Linked DNA regions of Sus scrofa: region 1 is linked to region 2. The links are chromatin contacts, called in public HiChIP or PLAC-seq maps. All regions are on one chromosome and are shown on one strand. Each heading gives the region's core, a stretch centred on a gene start, on an enhancer-like site or on the middle of the called end of the contact. The rest is flanking DNA. Distances are from core to core; before and after follow the strand shown. Region 1 holds the start of FAM208B (protein FAM208B). Region 2 holds the start of IL15RA (interleukin-15 receptor subunit alpha).

Region 1 (3,240 bases), core at 338-2,837, 250 kb before region 2:
AACTTAAAAAATCTGCATAAGATTTATACACTGAAAAATATAGATGTTGCTTAGAGAAAATCTGAAAGAACTAAATAGAGAGCTCACGTTCATGAATTCAAAACTGGAATATTAAGATATTAATACTCTCCAAACTGATCCATGTAATTAAACACAATCTCAAGCAAAATTCTAGCAGCGTGGGGGGGTTGTTCTTTAGATAGAAAAGAATCTGATTCTATTATTTATGCAGAAATACAAATAACTTAGAATAGCCAAAACTATTCAAATATTGGAAAAAGAACAAAGTTGGAGGCAAAGCAAATTCAAACCATAACACACCCTTCAGAGTAGCTAAAGTTACAAAATGTTGGCCAAGATGTAAAGCTATAATTCTCACACACTTCTTGTGGAAATGTAACTTTGTAAAAGCTATTTGCAAAAAGTTTGACTTTATCTATTAAAATTGAATATATGCCTTCTTTATTGCCACAGAAATGCTGTACCATAAACCACTCCAAACTCAGTGGCTTAGGACAACAGCATTAATTCTCATGCTCACCAGTCTTCAGTATGTCTAAGCTGCTGCTGATCTACCACGGGTTTGGCCTGAAGGTTGGATTCCCATCTACTCCATATATGTTTGTTCTGAGGGACCAGATTGATGGGGCAACAGCTACATGAGACCATGTTCTCCTCATGGGCATCTCTGCACTCAAGAGCCAAATCAAACTACACAAGCACACTTAAAACTCTGCATATATCATGTTTGCTAGTATTCTATCAGCCAAAAGAACTCATATGACCAAGAACAATATCCATGGGGTAGAAAAGTAAATTTGGCCAACAGCGGAAGACCAAAGGGAGTAAATATTTGCTGAAGCAAAAATCCAAATTATCATGTCTAGTATGTCACACACCCAACATACCTGACGCCCACGTAAACCAGGAGACATGAATAAGAACATTCAAGCAGTGTTATTCCCAGTAGGCAAGAACTGGAAACAACGCAAATGTCTATCAAGAGTAAAATGGATTTTTGAAAATGTGCTACATCCACAGCTACACACATAGCAATGAAAATGAAAGAATAATGCACACAAAAACATGAGTCTCACAATGTTACTCCAAAGAAACCAGGCGTAAAATTATTCCATTTATATAAAGTTCAAGCCACAAGCAAAAGGAAATGGCAAATTTGAGGATGTGTATTTAGGCAGCAAACCTGTTAGGAAAGGAAGAAATTATCCTGCAAGTTAGAATAGTGGTTAAACTTTCGGCCACACCCAAGATATGTGGAAGTTCCCAAACCAGGAATCCTACCTGCGCCACAGCAGCGGCAATGCGGGATCCTTAACCCACTGCACCACAAGGGAACTCCTGGTGAGTGGTTAAGGTTGATGGTAGGGAAGGGCAGTGGGTATCTACCCAGAGGCGGCACAAGAAGCAGCTTCTGGGGTTTTGGTAGTGTTCTCTTTCTTGCCATGGCAGTGATTTCATGAATATTTGCTTTGTGATAAACCAGGGAGTTGTGCTTACTGGTTTTGTGTACTTTGCAAAATATTTACGATACCTCAGTCTCTGCTTTAACAGCCAACCTTCCAGTTTGTGAACACAACTTTACTTCTAGGGGCTTTCCACTTGCTTTGTCTTCTGCTTGGAAAGCTCTTCCACCACAACTTTGAGAACTGGTTTGGTCCGTTTTTATCGTGGAGACTTGACCTCAAACGTCCCTTGTTCAGGGAGACCTTGTAGCTGCACCTCCTTTGCCCTGGCCTCCAGCCTCCAGCATTTCTGGCTTGTTTTCACAGCATTATTAAGTTAAATTCCGCTGTCGTTAAGTTGGTGGGGGTGGTTTACTTGTTACTGATTATCATCCACCTCTGGAATAATCCCCACGTGTGCAGGGTCCTTGTCTGGCTTACTCCTGACTTGCCTTCCTGCCGAATTCAGCATCCGGCCCCAGTGAAGAGTTAAAGGTGCTACTGAAGGAATAAACCATTCTGCTCATTATGCGGCCCAGTGCCTGGCTCGCAGTTAAGTCCGTGGCTCCTAAGAGCTCTCATTGCTAGAGTCACCACGGTTCGTGGTCCCTTAACTCTGCCCTGGAGGTCACACCTCTAGACGTGTTTTCCTAGGGAACCATCACGTAAACGACGTACGCGGATCAACGCTTTTGACACTGCAATAAGGGCGTGACTTTGTAAACATCGTCTTTGGGCAAGACTAAAGCGTTGCTGCATTACCTATCCCAGGAGAATCAATGAAGTAAAGACACGTGCAGCCAACGAGCCCCAAAGCAGGTGCAGGCCCATTATGGCGGCGCCGCCGCGTCTCCCCTTGCGCGCCTTCCGCATCCGGCGACGCGTCGGCACCAGAGACTCCCCGCCCCGCCCAGCTGCCGCGCCCGCCAGAGTCCGCCGTCCAATCCCAGGGAGCGCTGTGGCATCGCGCATGCGCAGCGGGGAGAGGCGAGCGCCGCGTGGACGCCGGCCCAGTCCGCGCCTGCGCGTCTCCTTCTCCTCAGCGATTGGCTCCTGCGTCTTCGGGGGACGCCACAGTTCAGTTTTCACTTTCTTTCCCCCCACCCATCTCCCCTTCCTGTGGGCTTGGGGTTTTGCTTCCGGGTTCCAGCGCCCGTCACCGATAAAGTCGACCTGTTCCCTCAGGCCGCGGGGCGTCTCGGCGTCCGCGCCTTCCTATGAGCGTCTGGGGCAGGGGCGACGCTGGGCTGACAAGCGCAGCGGGGCCTGCGGCCTTCGAGCCTGGACATCAGGCCCGTGTCCCTCCCGCCGGCGCTTCGGGGCAGCCCCGCGTCACCCTGGCGGCGCTCCCCGCACAAGGGCGGAGAGGAAGGACGGGCTGCGACGTGGAGGGTCCCGCGCGCGGCTGACGAGTCCGTGCGAACGCGGGCGAGGCGCCCCGTGGGAGCCGGGAGGAGGGGAGTCCCGGGAAGGGGCGGCTCGCTCGCAGGGTCCCGCGGGCGTGGGACCGAGGGCAGGACGCGCGTGCGGAGCGGCGGACGGCACCCCGGAGCATGGGGAGGACCCTGAGCGCCCCTCGCAGGTCCGCGAGGGCGGCGGCGGCGCGGACAGGTGAGCCTCCCCTCGGGGACGCCCCTCGGTCCCCCGGGGCGGAGCGCGCGGCGGGGCTGCTGGCGCGGCGGCGGCTGTCGGGGCGCTCGCTGGTGCGGGGCTTGGGCAGGCATTGACTTTGTCTGCTTGCGCTGCTCCGGGCCGGCGGTTTTCAGAGTCTTCGCCG
Region 2 (3,693 bases), core at 38-2,537:
ACTCCCCGACGGCAAAAAGATGAAGGCGCGCCAATGCGGATAAAGCCATACCCACCTCTTCTCTCTCCTCCCTCTTGTCTGGCTCCGGGAGGAAAACCTACGACGTAGGGGCAGACATTCAAGTCTTGCGGTTGAAATGATATCCGTGCGACCTAATGTTCTTCCCAAACACACCCAGCCGTCGCCAGCCTCGTTCTCCGTCCCCACGCCCCGCGCGCCGTCACGGTTTCCGAAGGCTGAAGACGTGGGGGTTGTGGTCAGGTCCTCCAGGTATGCAACCTGCCCGACCCGTCTGCTCTCGCCGGGGAGCAGGCGGTGAGCACCCCGTCCCACCACCCACCCGTAAAACTCGCTTGGGTCTGAGGGTAGAGACTGACCATTTTCCTCGGACCCAGTGGAAACAGTTTAACGCGCGCACGGCTTTCGTCTCGGGGCTCAAGCGTTTCTCGGAATTGCTGTAAAACTCCCAACTCCCAGCCCGTATTGCAATCCTGGTTTCTTCCCTTTGCCTCCGAAACTGGGGAAAACGTAGAATGAAAGAAATCCTGGCCACTCGCTCCTTGCTCTGCTTGACCAGACGAGTCGGGGCGCGGGACCCCGGGCCGACGGTCCCCGCGTCCCTCCACGTGTCCCCGGCGCGCGGGCGCAGCCCCGTGTCCTCGGGGCCGCCCCCTGCCCGCCCCCCGCCAGCCGCGCACTCCCCACCTGGTGTCGCCGGCGACCGGGCAGCAGCAGCAGCAGCAGTAGCAGCGGCAGCGGCACGGGGAGCGCGCCGGCCCCGCAGCCCCGGAGCGGCCCGGCCATGGCCCGACCTTGGCTGCGCCCCCGCCGGCCGCCTCCCGGGCTCGCCCGGGCCGGGACGTCCCGCCGCCAGCGCGCGCAGATGCCGACTCCCCGGAGGAGGCGGCGGGCGCAACTCTGGGACCCGCCGCCCCGCGAGCCGCATTTGCTTTCGCTTTTGCTTTAGCCCCCGAGAGCTGGAGAGAGGTGAGAAGCAGTGACAGATCCGTGACTCAGCATCCCCACCCCCTCCCCTGGAAAAAGCCCCGGCGGCGCCTTGACCCCCGCGCCGCCGCCTGGGTCCCGCTGCGTCGCCGGCGCGCGGGGCGTGGACCCGGCCTGTGCCCTGCGGAGGCCCGGGTCCTCCCCGAGCTTTGCCCTCCTCGCCGCTGGTGACCCCAGCAGCCCTTTTCGTCCCGTGTCCCCGCGCAGAGAGAGTGGGCGAAGCTCCGGGGGAGCAAACTCGTTCCGTAAAGGGCTGGTGAGCTTCGCTGCCTTCGGCTCCACGCGGTCACCCCCCGCGCCCCCCCCCACGACTCGTCCCCTCCTGTGGCTCCGATTTCGACTGTCCTGGACTAAGGGCTGGCGGGCGAGGGGGCCTGAGCTCTGCCTTTCCGGGCTGGTGACTGTGAGTGACAGCGGGGGTGTCGCCGCGGCGCGGCTGGTCTGGTCACCTGCCCAGAGCGCAGACCTGGCCGCCTGCCCCAACCTTCACCGGCTCCCGGCACCGCCACTTTCCTCACTCCTACTGCATCTTTCTTCTCCAAGAAAATTTAAAATATTTGAAGGGGGAGCGGTAGGGAGGACCCGACAAATTTCATCCGTGCCTTAGTGTCTTGCCTTAGAGGAGTCTGCCTGGTCTGCCTGACATCCTACTGGTTGGCAGGTGGCTCTTTTTCTTTCTTGGGGGTCTCCAATTAAGGCTGACGTGGTTGAGAACCGGGTGTGTAGTGAGAAAACTCCAGGGGCACGATTAGAAATCCCCAGCTCTAGGGGTGAAATTAGGCAAGACAGGGCGTCTCTGGGCCACAAGTTACCATGTCCCCCGTGGTAACATCCTGCCTAACTGGAACGACAGTAGCACAACCAGGAAATGCAACTGATGCAACCCACAGGCGTCACTCAGATTCTGTCCGTTTTCCACGCATTCATTGCACTGTGTCTGCTTAGTTCTGGGCACTTCTGTCACCATGGAGACGTCTGTGACCCCCACTGTCAAGATGGGGGACAGTTCTGTCCCCAGGATCCCTCCAGCTACTAGTCTTTTAGAGCCACACCCACCATCAGCTCTTGCCGTCTCCCTAAGCCCTGGCCACCACGCCTCTTTCTCCATCTCTGTGCACCTGCCATCTGGGTGTTATTTAGATGGGAAGGTGCAGTGTGTGACCTCTGGAGGTCACAGCTTTTTACACTGTCTCACTCTCTTGCCATCCAGTCCAGTTGCTTGCTGTGTGTCCATGGTTTGTTCCTTTTTCCGGGCAGTGCTGATGGTTTCTTTTTGAAAACACGTGGGTCTCAGACAACCCTGTGCTTTCGTAATGGCTGTGAGTTTCCTAGAGCTGCCATTACAGAGTAGCAAGAATTAGGCGGCTTTCGGCAGAGGAGTTGATTCTCTCACTGTTCTGGAGGCCAGGAGTCCGGGATCGGGGTGTCACACTGCTCTCTCCCAAGGCCGTTGGGGAAGATCCTTGCCTCTTCCATCTTCCGGTGTTTGCCAGCAATTCCTAGTGTCTCTGGGCTTGCAGGTGCATCACTGCAGTCACGTGGCCGGCTTCTCCCTGGGCTGCCCTCTGTGCCTGTCTGTGTGCAAACGTCTCCTTTTTATGTGGACACCAGTCATACCCGGTTCAGACCTCGTTTTCCCTTGATGAACCTAAGGTCACTTTCTGAGTTGCGCAGGATTAGGCTTCCATATACATTTTTAGGGTGACACACTTCCACCTGTGACAATATGGCCTCTTTATTTCTGAGAACAAGAAATTTCCAAGACCTGTTTTCTCAGGCCGAATGGCCTGGCTGCCGAACAGCTGGATTCCCAGGGTACGGTGTCCATGCCTCAGGGGTGACTCGGGTGGGGTTCTCTCGAAGGCTCCAAATCAGAGGGCCCATGTGGGGTCTTCAGCCTTAGGCTGTGCTCTGGTGGGGATGGACAGGGGACCCTAGGGGCCCTCAGGGAGGGTAACATGTCACATTGGGCCACCGAGAAGGGGAGGCTGAGGATCGAAGCTAATGGATTATTCTCCACCCCCTCTTCCTCCTCCTTGCTATGGGATCTTAACTTTTTAAAGTAAGATATAATTCATATAACAGCAAATTCACCTTTAATTATTTATTCATTCATTTATCTATCTATCTTTTTTTTTTTTTTTGTCTTTTTGCCTTTTCTAGGGCCACTCCCGCGGCATATGGAGGTTCCCAGGCTAGGGGTCGAATCGGAGCTGTAGCCACCAGCCTACACCACAGCCACAGCCACGTGGGATCTGAGCCGTGTCTGCGACCTACACCACAGCTCACGGCAACGCCGGATAGTTAACCCACGGAGCAAGGCCAGGGACCGAACCCACAACCTCATGGTTCCTAGTCAGATTCGTTAACCACCGCACCACGACGGGAACTCCATCATTTATCTATCTATCTTTTGAGGGTCGCACCTGCAGCATATGGAAGCTCCCCGCCTAGGGGTCGAATCAGTGGGACAGCCTCCAGCCTATGCCCCAGCCACAGCCACCCCAGATCCGAGCCTTGTCTGCAACCTGCGCGGCATCCGAGTAGGGTTCGTGATTGCTAAGCCACAGCAGGAACTCCAATTCAGCATTTTAGCGTGTGTCCTGCGGTGGTTTTCATTCACAGTATTGTACAGCCATCAGCACTGTCGAAGTCCAGAATGCTGCCATCACCCCTGAAAGAAACCCA

The links. HiChIP or PLAC-seq counts read pairs in DNA pulled down with a chosen protein or histone mark.
Region 1: an H3K27ac HiChIP or PLAC-seq map of alveolar macrophages shows a contact between it and region 2. The contact joins the promoter of FAM208B here to the promoter of IL15RA in region 2. A contact is called at or near these places in 1 of 5 promoter capture datasets (fetal liver) and 1 of 2 datasets of contacts at active chromatin or transcription factors (alveolar macrophages).

What each region holds. Positions count from the first base shown.
Region 1 is chr10:65,266,820-65,270,059 of Sscrofa11.1, reverse strand. It overlaps FAM208B (protein FAM208B), which reads left to right and starts at 1,587. Exons shown (of 22, transcript XM_021065043.1): 1 at 1,587-3,074. The coding sequence starts at 2,296.
Region 2 is chr10:65,019,821-65,023,513 of Sscrofa11.1, reverse strand. It overlaps IL15RA (interleukin-15 receptor subunit alpha), which reads right to left and starts at 1,287. Exons shown (of 6, transcript XM_021065036.1): 1 at 706-1,287. The coding sequence starts at 946.